2 separate regions of the Cricetulus griseus genome follow, and region 1 is linked to region 2. The links are chromatin contacts, called in public Hi-C maps. All regions are on one chromosome and are shown on one strand. Each heading gives the region's core, a stretch centred on a gene start, on an enhancer-like site or on the middle of the called end of the contact. The rest is flanking DNA. Distances are from core to core; before and after follow the strand shown.

Region 1 (5,934 bases), core at 329-2,828, 56 kb after region 2:
ATCAACCCTCCTCGAATGCAGCCCTTGGGATATACTCAGAGCTCCAAGGATGCTGAAGAGAAGACCTGGCATAAGGATCCCAGGATACAGGTAGGGGAGGGAGACTACAAAGCTGGGAGGGGCCAGATAGTCATCAAACTCACCCCACCAAGGCTTTCTCACAGGACACAAGACAATGAGCGAAGTTCTGAAGATCATAGTCACTGCTAGAGAAGACACTGTGACCCCTGCTGCACAGCAGCAGACCCAGAGTGCAGGAACAAAGGCCAGGCAAGGAAGCTCCCCTTGCCTCAGGCACAGCCAGCCCAGCAGTCTGTGTGCTACTTGTCCTGTGCTGGATTCTGTGAATAGTTGAGTGTGCATGCACATTGGTGCAGACATGAATGAGCTAGGTGGGTTCTCTTCCCTCTTGGTGGTGGAGAAAATCCAGATCCATTTAATTTACCATCATCCCACTGCCCTGGCATGTGGGAGGCAGAATGAATCAGAAACCCCCAAACTCATCCTGCTTACAGCGCAGCAGGAGGGAAGACCATTCCAGAAGGTGGTGAGAAATGCCTCTCTTGACATACCCTCCTGCTTGCCTCAGAGGAGGCTGCAGCTAAGCCTGACCCTCCATGGTAGGCAACCCCAGTGGCTCAGCTCTTGGGGCCCAGTGACCCAGCCTGCCAGCATTTGCATTTCCAGATCCTTGTGTAGGAAGGAAAATGAGTTTCTTCCAGTCATGCAGAAATGAAAATATGTGGAGTCCAATCAGAGAGATTTCCTGGAGGTGGTAACTCAATTACATGGATAACCCAGTGACAGAGGAAGAGCTTGACAGGACCTCAAGGGCTAGTGGGTGGCCCACAGCAGCCCCAGAGCATCCTGCAGGGAGCTGTCCAGGGGTGTCTTCCATATGCCAGCCTGAGCTTGGCACCCAGCAACAACATGGTGGTGTGCCAGGTACACATGGCCCTCCCTCTCTCCCCAATCATCAAGATCACAGCACCTCCCATGAGGGTGGATTCCGCCAGAAAATCAGTCCTAACGTGATATTCTCCCTCCCTGCGTCTGTCTAGCTCCCGGGCAGCGCCGAGCATCACATCTGTTCCTTCTGCTAGCAGGTTTCCTTCTCTCTCTGCTTTTCCCTCTCAATGCACAAGAGTGGCTGTGGCCCTGCAAAACATAGTCCCAAATAGCATCATTTTATCAGCTTGGTGCTCTGAACAGCGGGTTCCCAGCACCAACTGGGGACAACCATATTTTCTGGCTTCCACCCTTCAGTGGATGGAGGTGAGCCGACAGCGTGACCCCAGTGTACCCCTATCAGCAGCCTTCCATGAATAAGGCCAGGAATCATTCACAGGGCTTTCCTACCTCTTCCCAGGCTGGGAGTCAAGTGCATTCTGGCCAAGTATGGCTGAACTCTATCGTGCCAGCCCCTGAGATTTGGGGGAGATGAGAGAATTCCAGCCTTGAGAAGTTTCTGAAACCTTCCAGCAACTTGCAAGGGCAATGCCAGGGCACAGTGACCGCTCCCTTTGTCTTCAGCCAGCCCCATCCTCTGAGCGGCTGCCTGGGAACCTCCTGTTTCTGATCGCTGGGAGGAAGCACACACCCAGCCAGACATAATGAAGCCACATCCTGGCCTCAGGGTAGGAGGGACGGGTGTGACAGTTACTGGGATCAACCCCACAAACAGGAGCATGAGATTTTCTGTTATTTAGAGGAACTGGGCTCTGAAAGTCAGCCTCAGCTCACATGATCAGATAGTTCTATTCATGGGGTAGGGGTCCCCACACTCTAAGTCCATTCAGCACTGTGGTCAAGAAGCCCAAACACACTAAGTTCGGGGCTATGCATTCAGAGTTGGCGGCTCCAAGCCAGGAGCTGCCAGCCTGGCTGCCTTCTGCTCCACCTTAGTCAGCCCGACTCCGGCTGAATCTCCAGCCATCTGTCCCTCCACGGTGCTCACACCTCCTCCCCGCTGTTCCCACAGCCTGGCTCTGGGCCTGCCCTACACACAGATGGACCGTTCCCAAAGGCTGTGAGAAGGATCAGAGCCGGAGGCTGTGCCTGCACCTGGCTGTCAGGACTCCAGGGAGGGCGGTCATGATCCCCTCCCCACCACCAGGAAGGATGCTCAGCCCCAAGGCCTTAATGGCTGATACAGGGACCAAAATGAGAGGGGGAAGGGCTAGAGGAAGCAGCAGACCCTCTCCTGCCAGCCCCATCTCCCCAGTGGTAGCCCTCTGCTTCTCCAGTCAGTCCCGAGCACTGTCATTCAGGCTAGCAGCCTTTGTCAGGAAACCCGGCACCCCAGGGGGCGCCTGCGGGAGGTGGTGGGGCACCCCCTACTCCTCCACCAACTCAGCTCCTACCTAAAGGTTAACCACACACACCCTGGGCAGGTCAAACCTTCTGCTCACCTAGGGTGGGTGCACTCAGTCAAATGAGTGGGCAGAGTTGGTTCCACCCTGCCGTGGGCACGAACTTTGTAAAGTGGCCGGCCTGGGGCGGAGGGTGCAGTGAGGACTGCGGGGAGGGCAGCCACCGGTAGAATAGGGTGACAGCGTCGGCGTTGAGCGGGGCAGAGGCGGCACTTACGGTCTGGAGCTCCAGCGGACGGTCGCTCTCTCGCAACCCGGTTCCCGAAGTGGCTTTTCCTTCTCACTCGGTCGCCACCTCCATAACTTGGGGGCGATCCGCACGCTGTCTTCTCGCGCCGCGCGGGGCTCAGGCGCGCGGCGGGGTCGGGGCGCGCGGGGCGGCCGCCTGGGCCATGCCGAGTGCGCTCGGCCCCCAGCGCGGGAACAAAGCGCGCACGCCGCCCGGGCGGTTTCGGCCTCGGCGGCCGCCGGGTCCACCCGCCGTGCCTTCGGCTCTGCTGCCGCGCGCTCGTCCGCGCGTCTCACGGAGCCCCGCGCCCCCCCGCGCGCTCCGCCCCCGCCTCCCGCGCCCCGCCGCCGCTGCGCCACCCTGCCTCCAGCCCGGCGCCCATCGCGCTCGCTCCGCCCCGGGGCGCCGGCCGCGGGAGAGAGGCCCGGTTCCGTGCGCCCGGCGCCGCCCAACGCCCAGAACGGCTCCCGCCTCCACCGCCCGGGTGCCTGCCCTGCCCCGGGACGCACCCGGCGGACTTGGCGATGGGGCCCGACTCAGGACTCGGGGACCTCAAGAGCGCCAGGCCACGCGTGGGACCCTGTGTGGGTGCAAGAGCGCGGGGCTGAGTGAGACAGGCCGAGGAGCCCCAGCGCTTAGCCAGTGTGCGGAGTGCGTGCGGCTCGGGGCAACCCGGTGCGGGGCGGACTCCTCGCTGTGCGCCCCCGCCCCGCGCAGGCCGCGCCCCGGGAGGGCGGGCGAGCTGAGCGCACCGCGCACACCCACCTCGGAGCAGTCGCAGCCCGACGGCGTCGCTGCTCCCGGAGCCGCGGCGTCTACTCCCGGACGGGAGGCGGGCACCCCTCCTTCGGCCGCCGCGCCCCCCCGCATTCCCTCCCGGGACCCGGGCCACCTGAGCGTTTGGCCGGCAGGAGGCGCGCTACACCCGCCGCTCACGGCCTTGGTCCCCAAGGCGCCTGGCGACCTGAGGCAAGAGGGGCTCAGGATCTGGCTCTCCTCCACAGCCCTCGAGCCCGGCGTTCGCATATGCTTTGCATTCGTTTGCATATCATTCATTTTAATGTCAACCTGAGGAAAAGCCCCCAGCCGCTATTTCTGCCTGTCCGCGTCCTACTTTCTCCTCTTCCTCTGAGCCTTCTCCCCACCCGCTTTGCTCACTTTGCCTGGAAGCGCCCTGCGACAAGTCCCATGCGTTCCCCTGGTTAGTACATTTGAGTAAACTCGCTGCACTTTCTTTTCTTCCCTTCTCACAGTTCCACATACACTTGGCTTCTTTGAGACTAGGGGGAGACCCAGGGTCACGGTCTGCGGAGACAGAAGGGGCCAGAACTTCAGATCAGCGGGGCTTTGATTTTCATCTCATTAAGCATAAATCTGCATGTGAAGAAAAGAAATCTAGTAATATGCCCCCCCCCCCCAAAAAAAACTCCTCTTTCCACGCTTGCCATACTGGCCTGTTTCCCCAGTTTTGGGGTTGGTCTTAGGAACTCACTTCTGCCTTCTTGAGACACAAAACAGCATTCCTGCCCCATCCTCCTGGCCTCCTTGGCTTTCTGGATTTCCCTCTGTTGAGAATGGTATCTAACCCTAGTCTGGCACCTACAATGTCCCCATTTCCAGATCCCTCTTCGTGGTTGTACCTAGCCTCATGGCTGCATCCATCTTGTAGAAGAGTGGAAGGTCCTGAGTCCATTTCACAGGGGGATGTGGACCTAGCAGTGTTGGATATATGACTCGAGACCGCAGACTTTATATGCCAGGCATATGGATACCAGCTGTGTGGGCTGCTAGCATTAAGGGACTTTTGCCATGTGCACCAAGAAAGCAGAGCACAGCTCCCTTTGGAGATACAATCATGCAGCATTGCTTGGGTGGAATGGCTTGACAGCAGAGCTTTTAAGCCTGGACTCTCAGACTGATGCAGGAGCTGGAACCTCAGGTTGGGCTGCAGGCTTTCTCACCTGGTGCTGGTGGCATGTTTGTTTTAAAGTGGCCATTGGACTTAAGAAAGATGCTCACAACTCTACTGGAGCTACAGATTCCAATGTGACAGTGAACCTCCCCACTCAGGAAGCTCTCCTGAGAAAGCCATGCTGCTGGATAGGAAAGGGATGATGATGGCCCTGAGGACTCTTTTGTGTGCAGTGGGGCCTGCCCACTGCACACAGTCACTATAGGTTCTGACAGCTGCTGTCCCTGTATTTTTCACTAGCTGGAAAGATGTTTCCAGAACCCATTTGTTAAGTAGAAAGGCCAAGTCTCTTGCTCTCTTGGTCTCCCTAAGAGACCACTAACGGCTAGTTCCTTGTGGAAATGGCCAGGTCACAGTTCTTAGCCATCTTACCTTAAGGAAGCTCTTGACCTCGCAAAAGATATGTACATACACCGACTCAGAACAACAAATAATCACCAAGCATCAAGGGTCTAATGGACATGCTAGAGACAGTGGGGTCAGGAAACCATGTGCAGCCTGAAGCTTTTATTGTGTTTATTGTCTATAGAGACAACACTCAATTCATTTCAAAGAAACCACTTTCCCCTGCTTATGGCATTGTGGCTTTCCCCAGTAAAGTCAACTCTCCACCTTTATCTGGTTCCTGCCTCCCATGGAGGCTCTGAGGGAACTGTGTCTGGCCAAGGGCACAGGACAGAGCTAGCACCACAATCACATGCTTTGACTTGTACCTGGAGGCTCTTTTTGGAATGGATATCCTTTTCTCAGAGGAAAACAATTTCAGGGGCCAACACTTCCAGCAGCACTTGGGTTCCTTCTGCCATCCTGACCCCCCAAAATGGTAGCACCTCCTTTCCTCATAGCTCAGGATCTTGATGTAAACAACATTGACATGAAAATATTTGCTGAGGGATTCTTGACTCACATTCCCACTATTAGGATAAACTCTTTTCTGATCCCCTATAAAGCCTACAATGGAGCCTATGCCAAGTGTCAGGCACCTACCCCTTCCTACCTTGCTCTCTGTAGCCCTGGGAGATGATCTTTCTGCCAGTGTGCCTGCCTGAGGAGAATGCTGGGGACCTGAATGTCACAAGCTAGTGTTTGGCAGAGCTGAGTGTTCCACTAGGCCAGCCCAGCCCGAGTCCCAGCTGTCACCTGCTGTTGACCTTCAATAATAATTCTGAATAGCTTCAGACTCCCTTAAACATGTCTCTGAGATACCGAAAAACCTTCAACAGGAGTTTAGATATCTGCCAAGAAACCAGAAGTTGACAAATGCTGATATTTTAAAATAAAAGAATATCCAGGCCAGGCATGTTGGCACACACTTTTAATCCCTGCACTCAAGAAGTAGAAGCAGGCAGATCTCTGTGAGT
Region 2 (5,763 bases), core at 2,218-4,717:
TCACTGTCTATTGAATCATAAGGCAGAGCAAGAGGCCTGTTTTCTGGACTCATGGTCATATCATATTTACTACTCTCTCTGGAGCTCCATGAAAAAAGGTGCAGTGTAAATCTGTGTCCGAGGGAGGATCAAGAAATGAGACTTGTTACATGCTCTTAAAATAGTCAAGTTTAATAATTTATGCTTTACTATTAACACACATGTCTTATTTTTCTTTAAAAGTACTTGAGTATGCCAATCCCAGCTTCTCCTGGGCTCTCCCTTCCATTCCTACCCTCTGCATCTCCTTGCCCTGTGCCTTCCTATTGTGACCTGGGGGTCTAGGCCTTTTAAAAGCCCCTTGTGGGTTGCCAGACTTGAAGACCAGTTTGGAGTAGGTGGGCAGACTGCTGTTTACTCCTGACCCAGCTCCCGGGGCCACTTTAAAAACTGGGACATCTTTCAGTATGGTGAAAACCATGGTGAGAACCGTCCACGGCCCCTGCAGAGAGGGAGGGGGGACAAAGGCAGCTAAGTTGCCTTCAGAGGGGATAGGCCTCGAGGACACCTAGGTAAGTGTTTAAAAACCACCATCAAGCTGCTTGGGGACTGCGGGCGGCACCTCAGACTTCCTCCTCTCTTGAGGGGGTGCTTCCAGGGGAGGAGGAAGCCCGTGGGCTCAGCTCCAGCCTTACTTGTACTTCAGGCCAGAGGAGCCTGCTGTGATTCCCACCCTCCATGGCAGGGATGGCATGTCACCTGCAGAGGCCTAGTGACTAGGAAGGAGTATCCCCATCAGGTAGGGAGGTTTCACAGGGCCTGTCCAGGCTGTTAGAAACCATGAACCCTGACTGAACCCCTTCCCAAGTGCCCTGGCCAGTTAAGGCTCACGTGAGGGAAGAGCAGTACTCTCTTAGCATAATGCTGTACAGATTGGCTATAGGCTCCAGAAACCCTGTCACCACTCAGGTCTCCAGACTCAGACCCCACTTGGGCCCACTTACCGGCTCTGTCCATGGGGTCTGAACCGAGGTCTTCGATGAAGGCTACTGTGTAGGAAGGGCTGGGCCCTGCTGCCCAAGTGTGTCCTCAGCCCACCACGATCTGTGGAGCTGATTCCTGGGAAGTTCGTTCTTTTGGGAAGTACCTGGACAGAAGGAACCCATGCTATGGTCCAAGACACTGTTCTGTACCCTTCTTGCTGTGGTGGCCTGAAGCCAGAGTCCAGGCTGAGACCAAGGCTTGGGGTTCCTGACCTGGAGGTACCATCCACCTTCACTTGGATGCAGCTGTGATCACATGGCATGCCTGGTCATGGCCAGCAGCCTCCGGCAGAGGAATCTGATTCTTCTGCCCTAGCCACACCTACACCAAGCCTCACCCTAGGTCTGAGGGTTTCCATCATGCCCTAACTCTGACCAGTGCCAACCTAACTAAGATACCCAAAAGGTTAGGCTGGGTAGTTATGTGTCCTGGGGCAGGTACTCTTACCTCTCTGAGCCTGTTGAGGAATTTGTGAGTTAATGTGCAAGCAAGGCTCAGTGGTGGTTCACAGGGGCATGGAGACAGCTGGGGAAACATACCTTGATGACCCGACCTCGGAAAGTGCTCTCATCCAGCTCCACAGCAGCCTGGACAGAGTTCTGGGAAGCAAACTCTATATAAGCATACCTGGGGGAGAATAGAGATGGGGGATGATGGGGCAGGAAATGAGGGGTCAGTCCCATCCTCACTGCCCAGACTGCTATAGCCCCACACTGACCCTTTTGGGTGTCCAGAGAACTTGTCGCACAGGATGGTGACCCGGTGAATCTCCCCGCAGGGGCTGAAGTAGGCCCTCAGCTCAGCAGCCGAGCCTCCATAATCCACCTGCTCTCAGAAAGGGCACCTGCTTTAAGTGCTGGGCTCTCCCTATCTACCTCTTGCAGAGGGTTAGAGGGATCCAATCCCCAAGGTTGGTTGGCCCCTGACTTGGAATGGGCTGAGGCTTTATCCATTCCTTTCCTGGGTTGACTGCTGAGAGCCAGTCAAGGGCTTCCTATGTGGACAGCTGGTTGTGTCCCAAGCATTGGCTTATGCCATGTGTGTGGACCAGTAAATCTCATGCAACTCCCAGTTTTAGCACATGTTGAGAAACCAGAATTCTTGACCTCAGCTTCAGCTGAATGGTTAAGGACTGGCCACTATTTGCTTCCATGGGTTTTGCCCAAGAGCTACAGCCCACCCTTTCCTCTGCTGCAACTAGCATCAGACCTGCCCCTTCTTTCTGGCCTTGGAGACACTTGAGTTTACAACCCTATAGCTTCCTGCCTCAAGCTCCTAGCCAGCCCCATCCAGGATGTTGCTGTGTCTACCCAGCTGAATGTCCTAATTGGAGCCAGATGCCCCTGTCCTATCTGCTACTCACATTGCCCACATAGACAGATCTGTGGTCAGCCTCCACCTTTTCCTTGGGGGTCCCAGGGAAGAAGCAGCCTGTAGAGAGAGAACCTCAGGACCAGCAGGAGGAACTCATTGAGGAGCCCATTCCTCATGATCCCAGGGAAGGTCACCCCAGGCTTCCAAGGTTACATTTTGGGTTAGCAAGGCCTGATGCTGTGGGGTGATCCAGAATGCCCCCTCAATAGTCCTCACATAGAGTCCATGCTGAGTACTTCTCCACTGAGAGCGCGTGGGGTTTAGAGTCTTAGCTGAGTGGTCAAGGACTTGGGAGGACAGTTGTCCACCATCTGGGGGGAGAAGCAGCAAGGGTCCCAGGTTCCTACCCATGATCTCAGGGCTCAGCAGCTGTCCGACCTCAGCCCCCTTTTCCTCGGTGGCCTTTCTTTGTACATAAGGTTGCTCCGGCAGGGTCTCAGCATGCTCCATGGCCCACAGCTTCAGTTTGATGGCCTCCAACTCCTGCTGGTTATCCCACAGTAAGCTTGGGAGAGGTGACCTGCAAGCCCCTCTAGGATGGAGGGCAGGTGTGGCCAGCCAGCCCCAGAAGAGTCATGGCTACTAAGGAATGACCTAGGTCACCCTGTGCTTCCTGTAGCTCAGTAATTAGGGGCTCAGTCCCCAGAAGCCCCTGACACCTCCATCCCAGGACACCTCCCCCAAGTCAGAGAGGGCCCTGTGGTCTGCAGCACTGACTTCATTGCACATGGGAGGGAGCATTGGCCCTTCCACCTCCCAGTCAGCTGTCCCCTCACCCCATGCCCAGGTCCACACCTGCCTCCATGGATCAGGACAGGGTGCTACCTGGTTGTATCCTGGAGACTTGGCCAGGTTTTCTTGCTCCAGCAAGGACAGCAGGAAGCCTGCATCTTTCTCATTTTCCTCAACTTCCTCATCACTCTCTGTTCCACTCCCAGTCCCTGGCCCCAAAGGTGTCTTTTCAGTCTTGCCCCAGGCCCCCCAACCTTGGGCTTCAGGATCTGAGGAGACTTTTTGGAGCCAGGCTTCAGTGGGGGGTGGGAAGAGATCATTGTTCAGGAAGGGCCACATGGGTACGCAAAAAGGGCGGGCTGGACGAACCTGGGCGAACCTGGGCGAACCTGGGCGAACCTGGGCGAACCTGGGCAAACCTTGCCTCTTCAGGTCTGCTCACCTCCTCAGCTGCATCTGCCTTGGAGCCCTCCCTTTTAAGTCCTCATCCTGACCAGCTGCTTCCACTAAAGGACATAGGAAGGCCTCCCAGATTGGGCCAAGTTGCTGACGAGAGGGTCAAAGGTTGTAGATCTCCTCTCTGTCTTCCTCACCAGCTGTACTCCGAAAACTCCGAAGAGGGCAGATGGTGGTGGCGTATACCTTTAAACCCAGCACTCAGGAGGCAGAGGCAGGCAGATGAGTTTGAGGCCAGCCTGGGCTACAGAGCTAGTTCCAGGTCAGTCAAGACTACACAAAGAATCCTTGTCTCAAAAAAACAACCCCCCCAAAAAAACCCTTAAAAGAGTAGATGAGTCCAAAGTGGGTAGGGCAGGGTGGTATTTACATGAACTGGGTTCAGTCTTCCTTGGTGTGTTGTATGCAGCATGCCATAACCACACTTCTGACAATAGGCCCTAATTAATCAGATCTGGGTCAAGTTACCCAATTATAGTTGTGAAAAGGACTGATTTCAGGGAGAGGTGGCACTGTGGGTGTCTGGATACACTGGGTCAGTTGGAACAAGGGTCCCTGAAGGGCTAAGAGGTCAGGCTTGGGCTTATCCAGATTAGGGTTCCATATTCTGTTCTAACTATGAGTTTCTCAAAGACTCTTCCCTCCCCACTATGCATAATTTAATAGATGGGAGCCTATTAAACTCAGACACTATTTAGACAATTCCTTTTGCTATAAGAGAGGCTCAGACTGAACTGTACAAATTGGATGGTGGGTACTTGGCAGACTGGTCCAGTGGTTTTCAGCCCTGCTCATCTGTTGTTGTCTTTCTGCCCTCACCCTACAGTACTGTTGCCAGCCTGCATCCATTGACTCCTTCCTGGGGCTTCCAGCAGAGGGGCAGATCTATTCCTGGCTTTTAGCTAGACATAGGTCCCAATGCTGCCTGAGGCTATTCTTCTGAGCCTCATACTGTGCATGTTACTATAGCACTGAGATTTCCACAGGGACCTTCAGGTGACTCTATGTCCTCAGATCCACAGCCACACTTCTGTGACCCTGCCCCCAGGTTAGCCAATGGGGTCTTTCTTAGAATCTGGGCTGGAGTAGAAGATAGTTTTAGTGAGCTACACTGAATATGTGGAGCTTGGTTGTTGATACCTCCCACATTCTTGGGTGGGCTGAGGTGGGGGTAGCTGTGGCTCTTGCAGCCCCCCGGAAACTGGGCTTCTGACTCCTAACCTGAGTTCTTATGTGCTCATTCTGTTCTACAAAGTGGCTGAAAACTATCATGCCTCATGCGATGGCTCATACCTGTACTCAGCACTTGGGCCTCTGGGGCAGGAAGATCACAAGTTCAAGGCCATCTTGGGCTCCAGAGTGAGGCTCTGTCATAAACAACTCAACAATAATAAAAATTGCCATGACCTCCATGCCTCATAAGGGAAGGACTGTGTGGGATAGTCACATGACCTGAGATAAAGTAGTCCTGACCAGAGACTGAGTGGCTACTGGCCTCTTCCCAGTCCTGCTTCGGTTACTTCCCTAGGTCTTTCCTGGCAGGCCAGGGCTACTCAGAGGCAGCATCCATGTCTACACAGAGGACAAGCTGGTCAGACAGGACGAGCTGGACAGGGATAGACAAGTGGCCGCTGTTGTCCTCCTACATGTCCTCCACCTCTTTGTGTGAAGCTCTGTTGGGTCCTGTCTGGGTCTTTCCTGTACTTCCATGTGGGAGATAGGACATGGCAGGCTGTGTCCAAGCCAAGACCATCTGGATGGAGCCCAGTCCCTGGCTAGTCTCCCCTCTGAGCTCAGTGTCGGCAGTGGAAAAACCTTGTCATCCTCCTCCCCCTCGTGCTATCCTGAGATCGCTGACACACCAGGCCCAGTGGGGCTCCAGCCAGGCGCCTGGCCTAGGGACAGCTTACCCCCATGCTGGCCTTCCCAACAATGCCTTCAAAAATACACCATGTTCCAAGTTAGGACAGTATTAATGACAGTCGCTTCCTCCAGGCAGCTACCAGTGCAGCCTGAAGCACTATGGCCAGTATCTGGTTCTAGAGGGATTCCCTTTAGCCAAGACACAGCTGTCACAGGAGCACAGAGAGATGGTTCTTTCTGCTGTGCCACTCATAGGTCCTCAGTGTTCTCTCAGGTTTTAAATACCCTTTCAGTGTTTTCTCAGAGCCAGTGTCC

Evidence for each region. Hi-C and Micro-C count contacts between places; a contact is called where the count stands out from the background.
Region 1: a Hi-C map of liver shows a contact between it and region 2, with 2.6 times the contacts expected there. The contact joins the enhancer-like site here to the promoter of Pabpn1l in region 2. A contact is called at or near these places in 2 of 8 Hi-C or Micro-C datasets (fibroblasts and liver).

The regions. Positions count from the first base shown.
Region 1 is chr3:199,333,308-199,339,241 of CriGri-PICRH-1.0, forward strand. All of the region lies in intron 1 of Cbfa2t3 (protein CBFA2T3), which reads right to left. Among named protein-coding and RNA genes, the nearest start is that of Cbfa2t3, 22 kb to the right of the region's middle. Within about 2 kb of position 1,579, at least 1 of the 6 cell types and tissues checked has open chromatin away from gene starts, as enhancers often do.
Region 2 is chr3:199,275,736-199,281,498 of CriGri-PICRH-1.0, forward strand. Pabpn1l (embryonic polyadenylate-binding protein 2) reads right to left here and starts at 3,468. Exons shown (of 7, transcript XM_027410652.2): 1 at 3,223-3,468; 2 at 2,745-2,880; 3 at 2,387-2,454; 4 at 1,742-1,848; 5 at 1,563-1,650; 6 at 984-1,126; 7 at 442-481. The coding sequence starts at 3,468. The coding sequence ends at 442. All of the region lies in intron 4 of Trappc2l (trafficking protein particle complex subunit 2-like protein), which reads left to right.